Linked DNA regions of Sus scrofa: region 2 is linked to region 1. Evidence: chromatin contacts called from public Hi-C data. All regions are on one chromosome and are shown on one strand. Each heading gives the region's core, a stretch centred on a gene start, on an enhancer-like site or on the middle of the called end of the contact. The rest is flanking DNA. Distances are from core to core; before and after follow the strand shown. Region 1 has its middle 96 kb from the start of SUMF1. Region 2 overlaps ITPR1 (inositol 1,4,5-trisphosphate receptor type 1).

What was found. Hi-C and Micro-C count contacts between places; a contact is called where the count stands out from the background.
Region 2: a Hi-C map of liver shows a contact between it and region 1, with 4 times the contacts expected there. The contact joins two enhancer-like sites. A contact is called at or near these places in 1 of 5 promoter capture datasets (liver), 21 of 47 Hi-C or Micro-C datasets (brain, embryonic fibroblasts, fetal heart ventricle and 11 more) and 1 of 2 datasets of contacts at active chromatin or transcription factors (skeletal muscle).

Annotation. Positions count from the first base shown.
Region 1 is chr13:60,938,611-60,944,563 of Sscrofa11.1, reverse strand. No RefSeq gene overlaps it. Among named protein-coding and RNA genes, the nearest start is that of SUMF1, 96 kb to the left of the region's middle. Within about 2 kb of position 2,648, at least 10 of the 83 cell types and tissues checked have an H3K27ac peak or open chromatin away from gene starts, as enhancers often do. A contact at or near this core is called in fetal liver and liver, where this site is marked.
Region 2 is chr13:61,189,059-61,195,011 of Sscrofa11.1, reverse strand. The region is part of intron 5 of ITPR1 (inositol 1,4,5-trisphosphate receptor type 1); the gene reads right to left. Among named protein-coding and RNA genes, the nearest start is that of ITPR1, 120 kb to the right of the region's middle. Within about 2 kb of position 3,046, at least 9 of the 83 cell types and tissues checked have an H3K27ac peak or open chromatin away from gene starts, as enhancers often do. A contact at or near this core is called in fetal liver and liver, where this site is marked.

The DNA of each region.
Region 1 (5,953 bases), core at 1,399-3,898:
GATTAAAAAAATTGGGGTGGGGAGAGATCTTCATATATTGTTAAAGTTTTAAGTTGCAAGAATGTTTACCCCTGATTGTTTCAAAACACATCTCTAATAACATATACCCCAACATAACTTCCACATCCTTCTGTCTTCCAACTTATGTTTACTAATCACTTATGAGCTATTTCTGCATCAAAGAAATATTCATTGTAGCAAAACAGATTACTTGGCTGATAAGCCAGTACCAATGTTGAGACTCTGTTTTGTTGTTACTGCTGCTTGTTTTTTTAGGAGCTCATATATTGGGTCTATGCTTCTATTTCATTTTTTGCCCCATTGAAGCATAGAGGAAATTTAATCTGTGTTCTCAAATCTGCTTTGGTCCTGAATCCTGGACAATTTCTTTATTTTTAGGGGTGTACGCAAGGGGCTGATTAGGTAACAAGTCACATCTTCTTTTTAAAAGCCATGTAAACATGTTTAGAAGAGGGAAAGGGATGGGGAATGATGGTCATCTTGATCAAGAGTGATGTTTCCTTCTTGGAAAGCATCAAATTACACAGAGACCTCGAACTTTGTATGGTTCAGCCTACAGCTTAAAATGAAATACAGATCTGCATCAATGAAGACTTTTCTTTTTTAAGTCCTCCCTCCCTGCCTTGGTTTGTTTGTTTGTTTTGATAAAGCATCTCTGTTGTCCATATGACCCTTTAGGAAAAAAAAGAGATGCTGTTCATTTTAGTAAGTATTTATTTGGGCTAGAATGTGGTGGGGTAATGGCTCCAAACTAATATATTGGTAACTTCTGTAGAAATGGACCGTCTTTACTGAGAATTCTATTGTTGACATAAAATAAGGCAACAGGTCTTTCATCTATGAGAAGCTCACAATTTTAGGCTTCTTGCCCTCACCTTTTCAAAATGGCTTATGTTTTCAGGCTACACAGAATTGTTTTATGTGGTAAAATCCATAGTGGACTTAATAAAAGGAGTATTTTGAAAAAAATAAGGAAATATGGGGTTTTTTTTTGGTTCTGAGACTTTAGGAATTTCATACAAGAGACTAAGGTGGGATTTATTTTTCTTTATAAAATGATATTTTGCATGCATTTCTTCCTCATTCCTTCCACTAACCTCCCCACTGGCAATATTTCTCATCAGGGAGTTAACCTGCAGGCTGGCGATTAGGTGGAATTCAGGAGGTGTGGAGCCTGGCTCTCGAGGGAACAGGGCCCAGGCTGAATGTGTGAGTGATGCCCATTCTAAAGGCGCTGCCACTGCTCTGCCCTCCCATGGCTGCTGTGCAGCAGTGCCAGCCCAGAGTTGCTCTGTACCCCAGTTTCTGTGAGTAGCTGGTTGTCTGCATTCTCATGTGAAGTCTTCTGAGTTTTTAATGTTGGCAACCAAATCAGATTTAAAAAACAAAACAAAACTGGACGTTCCCATGGCGTCATGGGTTGAGGATCTCGCATTGCTGCACCTATGGCACAGGTTACAACTCTAGAGGGGGTTGAATCCAGCCCAGGAACTTCTACAGGCCACAGGTGTGGCCAAAAAAACAAAAAACAAAAAACCCTCGAAAAACAAACACGAATACACACTGTGAAGACCTAATAAATTGCTTCTGTAGCCAGATTTAGTCTGGAGGGTGCAAGTTTTCAACCTAGATTATGAAAATTTATTCATTTCAAGGAGCACAAAATCTTGTATTCCTTTCTGGAAAATGATCGAGTAAATAATGTACCAGTTATAAATGTCCAACTGTGAGAAAGGGCAGTGGCTTGCCCAGGACATCATCTTAGCAGAATTGCCTTCTCTCCATCCCCATGCCATCCCACCTAAAATCATTTAACAGCCATGGGTAATCTCAGCAGTGCTCTCAACAGTTCATTTTCATTAACTGGCACTTACTACTGAATTTGCAGACAAATATCAAAGAATAGCAGAAATGTCAGTTTCTTGACTGTGAGTGTCATTTATTAAAACTTAGTTCTCTGTAATACAAACTACCCCAGAGTAGGCCTTGTTTTTATAGGTTTTGCCAGAATCAGTCATGCTATTAGTAAAAGATGGCCTTTGTTGTTTAAAAATGCCGTGGAAATTATTAACTCCAAGAGCCTCAGACGGAGCTCTGGCAGCAGGCCAGAATGCCTGACTCTTTATGTTGAGGCCATTGGAGCAGCAATCTAATTTTTTGATTAAGCAAAATCATTACAAATAGTATTCAGATAGGCTGTAAAATGAGAAATGCTCTTCTCTGAAACTTGCCCTATTTAGGATTGGAAAGTTGACGGGATTATCGCCAAGGGGTGGAATTTTTCAGCTTCAAATCAGATTCTAATCTGCCCCCAAATGGTAATTGACCCCAAAATCATCATTATGAGAAGGCTGGTTGGGCCTTTGGAATTAGTCACCATTGTCAGGCAAGAAGGTGATTCCATTTCAGAGTAAATAAAGGTCTGGTAGATCCTTTCCTACCCCTGGGTCGGGGCCATGTTTTACAAACTCCTTGTTTTCTTTGCTGAGGAAATGGAACACCCATCAGAGCAACTCTTTTCCAGCATGTAAATTTGGCACCTCAACAGGGTAACATTAGAAGCTCTGAATCAACACTGAGGGGGAAAGTGAAACCAACTAACAGTCAATCAGGGAACAGAGATAAGCCCTTCCTTGTCAGGTGGCACTGATAAAAAGTTCACCTGCATTTAGTTTGGTGCCTGTGAAGAAGGGCCCTTTGTGGTTGCTTTTTTGAAGACTATAGTTTTTCTCTGTTTCAGACACTTGACAAATAAAATTTAATTTATTTACTTCTAATTGACACCTAAGGATGCCCTTTAATCTCTTCCATTAGCTTCTTTAAAAGGCAGTTTAGCATCATATGAAAAAAGCACCAGAATAAGATTATCTGGGATTATTTACCTACCCCTCCACCTACCTACCTTGTGACCTTAGCAAGTAATGCCCTCTCAGGCAAATGGGGGCAATGACCTCTTGGGCTTGTGGGGAGATATGAAATGATGCAAAAATATTTAGCACAAATTACTTTGGCAAAGTGCTTACTAAGTACTTGTTTCTATTAGGAGTATGATTATTAAGATAGAGGAGCAGGAAGGTACCACCAAACAGTCCTGATCAATCCTGGGGTTCAGCTTAGAACAGAGAGCCAAGTGAGCTGAGAGGGAGAAAGATCAAAGAGGCTGGATTTAAAAGCTTAACTAGACCTCTATCTCAAACACTTAAAAAGAAAGAAAGAAAGAAAAGCTGACATGATTGATTCCCAAACCTCTGTTAATACTTAAATTTGAAAAATGTGCTGATATTGTACCGTCCATCTGTTCCCCAAAGTTCTCTTTAAAGGAGAAAATTAGATCTGGTTATTTCTACATACATTGTATAATTCTGAAGCTTTTCCTCTTCAGTCTCTCTCACAAAGAACCTCTGGCAGGTTTAATATCAAGAAAATGTCATTTGTAGGCATAACAATAATTAAAAGAAAGAAAACAGACAAGGGAGGGCAGAATCTTGGCCAATAATATGTTGACTAGCCTGTTAATGTTACATATGTTTTCAATGCTAATTTGCATTCCAGAGAATTTTTTTAAAAGGTAATTCTGCTAAGTCATTTAAATTATTTCTTATTTAATTTTTCTCTGAGATGATTGGTCCATGATCTAGACTCTAACCTCATAAATTACCAGATTTAAAACTCCAGGTGGAGAGTTCTCCTGTGGCACAGCGGGTTAAGGATCTGGAGTTGTCACTGCAGTGGCTAGGTCACTGATGTGGCATGGGTTCGATCCCTGGCCAGGCAACTTCCACATGCCTTGGGGAAAAAAAAAAATAACAACAATGAAAACAAAACCCTCAAAACGATGTCCAAAGGTCCAAAGAATAGTTGAGGGTTTGGCAGCCCTCACAGGGATTGGTGCAACAGGTTTTGAGAACAGTAGCTCTCAAAGTGTGGTCTCTGGACCCCATTTAGGGGGCTGAGTCGAAATTGTTTTCCTAATAATAAGATGTGGTTTGCCTTTTTTATGAGTGTATGGTGAGTATATTGAGGGATTTTCCACGTACTACATGATTTATAGCTTGATGGATCATAAAATATGAGCTTGTATATTTTTATATTTTAAATTTTTTCCAGTCTTAATTTTTGATATGCTATACATTAGCTATAAGCTATATTACAGAAGCTCTCTGGGGGTCTTCAGTAAGATGTGGGCATGTATAGGGGTCCTGGGAGCCCCAGAAGAGTTTGAGGGCTTCTGATCTAGGAGAAAAGCAAGGTCAGATGGTGACTGAATCTGTCTTGGGAATAATATCTTCTCCATCTCTTCTGAAAATAATCAAGAAGAACTGAGTTTAAATGACCACAAGAGTAAGTAAAACGATATGTTAAGAAGTGCTTCTTTCCTATTCCTTTTGGGAGACCTATTAAATACATGCAGAGGAGAATTTCCTGCCCTGGCTCCAAGAAGACCCACCAATAATTTAGTTGAAGCAGTGACCTCACAGGGTCAGGAAGAGGAAGCCTGGGCAGCAGCGCAGGCAAATGGCCCCGCCATGGTTGTCACATTTTCACAGAGATGGTGATAATGGAGTTGGGTTCTCTGACAATCCTATGCATGGACGGCCCCAAACAATCCTGTAGCTGGAGTCCCTCTGATATAGGACTCCCCAAAGGGCTTTGTAATGTTAGGTGTACGTAGTTTAATTTCCCCTGCTGTTGCAGCCTCTGCTTGAGGAGGTGTGGTGGGACCCTGCAAGTCAACTGTCTGCCCCATCAGGTGATGGTTGTATCATAAAGCGAGTGAGAAAGCTCAAAGTGTTACTTTCATGAAGCAGCTCATTTCCTTTGGTGGAGTTGTCTTCACTGTGCTGTATGATTGTCATTGTTCTACCTTCCTCTTGCCTGGAACAAATTTAGGCACCCCTTGGCCAGGCCTTCTGTACCTGATCTAATTTAATCTGCAGGCAATCTTGTGGGAAGGGGGAAACACTGGTTATTTTTTATTAGTATTCCCATTGTGGACTTAGGCAGCTAGGGCTGTGTGTTTGCAAGGTGTCCCAGTGACATGGCTGAATAAGGCAGAATCAGGACCCACACCATTTTTGTGACTTCTCTGCATGGCATCACTAAGTATGCAGTTTTATTATGAATTTGGGGAGGGGAGGGGTGGATTGGAGAGGCAAGAGGAAGGCAAAAGTTGGCCTCAAGGAGAAAAAGAAAGGTAAAGGTTGAGGAGATGGAATGGATTTGTGATTAAGAATGTGGACTCTGGAGCCAGACTGTCTTGGTTTAAATTCTTGCCCTACTGCTTGCTAGATGTGTGACTTTGGGTAAGTTATTAACTGATTTGTTCTTCAGATTTTGAAAATTAAGTGGGAATACTTTTAGAAAAGGTACATTCAAGGCAAGAAGGTTAAAATTGTCAGTAGAGGGTAATCTGCATGCAAATCTTTGACCTGCTAAATATCCCTTCCGTATCATTCTCAGTATGGCCATGAGACATCCAAAGTTAGGACTCTGCATTTTCAAAAGGCATGTTTTCATCACATCTTTGTCTTTTCTAGAATGTGCTGCTGCTGCTTTTTACAAAGTGAACATGTTTCCATAAAGAAGTGGATTTTTTTTTTTTTAGGGGCAAGGTGGGAGAAGGCTGGGTATATGGGAAACATTCTTATGCTGGAAATAATGAAGATCGAAAGGTGTGTTGTCAGTTCATTCATACCAGGCTCAAATTCATGAAAAAAAAAATGCAGCTGATAAGACAATTGAGATCATGTATGAAGAATGAAAGAAAAAGTGTCCTGCAGCATGCTTGTTAAATAACACTCTGAAAAAGCACATGGGAGGACTTATTTGATAAGAGTAAATCTCTGGGTCTTTGTAAAACTGGGTTTAAGTTTCTTACTCAATACCCCTAACTATGCTATGGGTCTGAAAACTGGGCATTGTTTCCTAAGAT
Region 2 (5,953 bases), core at 1,797-4,296, 250 kb before region 1:
CCTCTACTTAGAGGGTAGGTATTTTTAGGAAGGCGCATCTTTAGAGAAAAATAAGTTGCAGGAAGTAATCCTGAACGAAGAGAAGCCGCAGTACAGGAGGGGAGGGATCTGCCTATATTCATTCACGGTTATGAATGCAAGTTTTCTGCATGTGTCTCAACCTTTTAAAACAAGGGTCTATTCAAAGGCTTCCCTCTTTCTCTTTCAGAAGTAGATACCAGCCTGCTATTCTCACAGTTACAGAAAGATAATATCCACTGGATTCAAGACATACCCAGAAATAATACAAGCGCAAAAGCCACAGCAATCCTTGCACCATGCAAACTGCCCTGAGCACAGTCCTCCCTGCTCACTTCCCCCTTCACCAACATCTTCCCTTCCCTTCCTCCCACCTCCATTCTCCCTATTTTCATGCCTGAAAGGTACTCTCTCCAGAGAGCTCCACAGTACCCATAGGTTCTCTAGGTAGGTTTCCAACACACACACACAAAAAAACACTGGACCAAATCCACTTGGAAGGCAGGTCTGAATGAAGAGTCATTTATTCTTTCTGCTAAGCAGTTCTCAGAGAATAAGAACAGGAAATTCAAGAAAGGGAAAAAAAATGCCAAAGGGGGGAAAAAACAATGGATTCAAATAAAAACATTTTCCAACAAATAGGAACAGTTTTTCTCTGCTCAAAACATCACACTAAAAGGATTAACCTTTAGAGAATTATAAAGTAATGTTTCTTAGACTTAAATGATACAAGGACTTCTTTTTAAGAGGGAAAATTCTCATAGATATTCCTCTTACTCTCAAGAATTTCCAGGGGCTTCAATTAAAGAAATATTTAATCAAAAATATTAAACTCCTGCCTCTGTTTAGACTAAGTATATTTTATTTATTTATTTATCTATTTATTGCTTTTTAGGATCACACCCAGGGCACACAGAATTTCCCGGGCTAGGGCTTGAATCAGAGTTATAGCTGCCAAACTACAGCACAGCAACAGTAGCAAGGGATCTGAGCTGCATCTGTGACCTACACCACAGCGCATGGCAAGGCCAGATCCTTAAACCTCTGAGCAAGGCCAGGGATCGAACCTGCACCCTCATGGATACTAGTCAGGTTCTTAACCCACTAAACCAAGGTGGAAACTCCCCAGACTAAGTATAAAAATGGTAGCTCAGTGGTCACTGGCATATCTAAAAGGAAATGGCAAATTAGTCACCAAGAGGGAAAATATTCCCTATTCAAGACTAATTAAACACCAGCAGCTCTAAAGATTTAGAGTATTTGTCAGAAAAAAACATACAAAAAGTAAAATGAGAACATAAAATACAAAATTGGAGAATAAATTATCTAAAAATAGCAAATATCACATCTGAAACTCTGTTAAAAGGTTTAATGATGACCAAATCTACACATTACTGAATAAATACCCAATATATTAAGCTTATGGACCATTCTAAGAATCCACTTTTTCTGTAAGTCCTCTTTAAGGAAAAAACTTTCCCAGTCATTTCACCTTTTACATAAATACTATTTATGTGCTCATTTGTGTTCACATATCAGTCTTGAGGTAACTCCCTCCACAAAATCGAATTTTTTTCCTTCTTCTAGTTTTATTGATATAACTCAAATATAATTTGGCTTTCAGAAAAAAAAATCCACCATGATTTTTAGTTTAATAGGTGAGGCAAAGGCTTGATAAAAAGGAAGGTAAAACCATACCTGGGCCCACTGATCAAGGCTGCTTTCACCCGTGGTAAAAAATGAGATCTGGTCTATCAAATCCCTCAATTATATGCTAAAGATGAGCCTACAGTCTAAGACAGTCAATCTGTATAACCCTACTAAAGAATAATCAGGTACTATCTACCAGTTTTTCAATGTACATAACTTTAGCCGAACCACTTCTGATCATCTCTCTAAGAAGATAATATGGCATATGCACAAGGCCATAACCACTATTTTTTTCTCAGAATGGCAAAAAATTGTCAGGATCCCGAATACCTCACATCCCCATAGGGATAGGCTAAAATTACAGTGCTGCCATACCATGTCTGGTTTCAAGCAGCCATTAAAAATAAAAACAGAGATACCTATTTATTCATGAAATAGTAAGTGGGGAAAAAAGAAAGCGAAAGGAAAAGAAGTGAGATGGTATGCCCCCACTGATACTTTAAAATATGGAAATAAAAGAATAAAATAGGGGGTGGGGGATGGGGCACACACCAAATATAAACCATGGTTATCTTTGAAGAATAAGATCTGAGATCATAACCGTTTTTTCCCTTTTCTTACTCATGTATATTTTGGAACTCACTTCCAATAACACTCACACGTGACATTTCTTCAGAAACATTTTCATCACATCTCTGTGGCAAGAAGCCTGGATTTTTTAAAAGCCATCTTAAATGTGTTATTTTTTTCAATATTCATAAATCCCAATAATTAAAGTACCTGTTGCACTTTTCCTTTACACAACAAGTTGAGGACAATTCTGACTTTCTAAGGAAGAAATCACTCTAGGCTATGGTCTCTATCACCCTTATTCACCATGGACATCACCATGTCCCCTAGGCAACATCAAGGTCAACCCTGTCACAGTCACCTGTTATTTTATTCCAGAAATAGAGAAACCATTATTACATTACTAAGAGAGGTCACTGGAACAATGGGGGAAAGGTTATTTATTTAAGGTCAATAAGCTCTGAATTACATAACATAATATTGAATTAAGGCTTCTGAAAACAAACAAGGCAGGAGCCAGGCATCAGAGGACAATAAAGACTTGTCACTCTGGTTCTTCCTAGCTTGTCAAAGTTACAGCTTAATGTACCATCTCTAAGAACCAAAACAAGGCAAGTGCTTTTCCAAGGTATAGGAAAAATGCCGTCAGGAAAGAGCAGTCGAGGCCCACCGAACCTTATGTGATTTGTGGACAGGGGAAGCTCATTTTGACAAGATTTTGGGAAATCACAACCAGGGGTGTTAGGATCCAGTTACTCCCGCAGAAGGAACAAAAGCACACAGCAACCAGCCACTAGATGTCATTCTCCTTCAGAGTGCAGCTGGTAAGTGGCAGATCCTAGTCAAAAGGAAGTCAAGTGGTCTAGACAACTAATTCCTTAAATGGCATTAATTTAAAATAATCTGACCTTTGATTGGGGTGCTCCACACTAGTTGACAAAAATAAAAATGAAAAACCACTGGAGACTGGTCATCAGCCCCAAAGGCAAGAGGTGTCCCAAAATACAACATTTTAATGACTGCACTAGAAAATGCAGATGATTTTCAGTCACTAGGGGAAAAAGGTCCAACTAAGCAGGGAAGTAGAAACTGCACAAAGTTAACATCCAAGACCCAAAAGTCACATCAGCAATCCTCAATCAGGGGACACTGCTGGTTTCCTCTTAAATGTTATGCAAAGCAAAAACAGCATGAAAGAGAAAGGCCATTGTTTGTTTATTTTAATAAGGAGTTCAAAGTTTGGGGTCACCTTTAGACTGCATTTCTCAACAGTGTGTTTTTCACAGTACATCTATGGGAAGGAGCATGAAAATGAATTGCTGATAAAATAACACACTTATCACAGGCTACAAATGGGCAAAATAATATCATCCTGCTTGAGCCATTATTGGGTTGATAGTATGTTTTAAACTCCAATGGAATTAGCTGCCAATATTCTGTAAGAACTGTGATACGACATATGACAGCGTGGATTTTCAGCTTCTCTTGAAGAAAGAGAAGATGTGGTGGCCTCTCTCAGCCCACCTTCCCATGCAGCACCAGCAGGGGAGCAGAGCCGCCCGCTCCAGACCCACTCATGTGCACATGCCACTGAGCCACCTGGCCCACCTAGCTCCCTCTACTCTAAGTGGGAATCTGAGTACCGGAAGCAAAAAAGCACAGGAGAAGGGTTGAGATGTACTAAGAAGATCTCATCAGGCACAATGATTTCCAGCAGAGAATGGGGAGACAGAACCACTAAAGACATGCGTTCCTTCCACCAAGATAACCCCACAAGCGTACGTGCTAAGCAGCTCTCCCAGGAGACTTGACGAACTGAGCAACTTTTCCCACCCACTCAACACGATTCCCATGCTCCCAGCCCAGACTTCCGGGGCCATCCTGGATCTTCACAATGACTGGGTGAGGAGGGATGTGCTACTGATACTCGGTGGACAAGAGCCAAAGATGCCAGCTGCCCTGAAATGCACAGTACAATCCCATCCAAGGAAGAAGCATCATTCCTCCCATAAGACAGGATATCCTGGTGCACAAGCACATGGGTTCCAGAGCTGTCTGCAACTTCTAAGCCTAGTCCCTAACTCATTTTACACATGAACACAAAGCACAGTTTTGCATGGTTTAATACTATTGTTAACACATTTTCCAAAATGCAAGTACTATTTATTAAAGAGAAGAAAATACCTTGCAATTCTTCCTAACATTACCAGGAGCAGTGACCATCTGGAAAATCGCATTGTGGAAAACATGCTTTTTAGGTCACCAGAACTACACACCTCTATCAGCCAGTCTTCAGCTGACTCGTTCATGGGGATTACACAAAAGAGTGTAAGTATGTATTTCCTATGTCATCCAGAGTGACTGTGCCTTTTAATAAAGTATACAATTATCACTTTCCTTTTATTTTGCCTTTATAATTCATTTTAAAAATTTTGGTATCTGGAGAGGTTATATTATGCATAAATTTTCTTTCCCATTGATACAGTTACCTAATATCTGCTTTTCAGAGGAAAGAATGGGTCTGTTGAGGTTGAGACTATCTGTTCTAAAATGATTAATGATTCAATCCCTGAAGTCTTCAAAGTAATATCCTTGTTTCTGTTGTTTTTTCTTCCTCTATCCACTCACACCTACAAATGTTTCCCTCAGAGGCTTACTTGACACTTTCTCCTCCTCCTCCAGGAAGCCCTCCCTGACCACCATATCACACACCCTTATTCACAAGAGTGGATTTGGGTGCCCCTTCTTGGGTCCCCCTCCCATAGCCTTAACGGTTCACTACTTCTTTATTCTTAATTAGCTATTAAGCTTCCAGAGGGTTAAAATGCTGTCACTGTTTTATCACCATCACCTAGCACAGGGCTTATTCATTCATTCAGAATATATTTCTTGAGGACTTACTATGTGCCAGACACTATTCCCCTCACAGGGGAAGCAGGGTTCAGCAGGCACAAAGTCTGCATTTCATTATAAGTGTAACGTGTGCCTGTGCATCCTCACACCAGACGACAAACTCACTGAGGTTAGGAACCTGTTCTTCTAATCATGCCTGGAGCACTCACCCTGTCTAACACAGCACATGGTGAATAAAGCCCTACCTGACCCAGTGCAAATGGTTGTGACTTTTCCATTTATTAGGCAAAAACAGAGCAAGCAGGAGCTCTAGAGTGCTTACAGACACCTTAGGTCCTCAATTAAGTACCAAGAAAAAAATTTTTTTAAATTCACTTAGTATATATTTGAGTGCCTACCACATGTTCTAGGCAAGAGGGATACAAGGAGGAAACCTCACATGATCTGCCCTTGAATAGTCTACATTCTAGTGGGAGCAGGCAGCTGACAAATAAATGAGAAAGAGCATGCTAAGTGACGCTGAGAAAAATAAAGCAAAACAAGGAGATGGGAAAGAGACTGCAGTTTTAATAACACCACATCAGATGTATATCATGTCCTTCTCCACATCTCAAAGAAGTTCCACACAGATTAGCCTCACAGAAGAATTAGGTCATCTAGAAACTAGAATAATTATGTCATCATTTGACAGACAGAGCAACAGACCCAGAGAGGCTCAAAAATTGGCTTATGGTCACACAGCCCACCAGCAGTGTGATGAGCACCTCTCTTATAAGTCAACTAACAATCAAGAGAAATACAACAATAATCGCTCAAATTTACTAAGCACTTATGATGTGCAAGGCACTGTTCATGGGCCTTT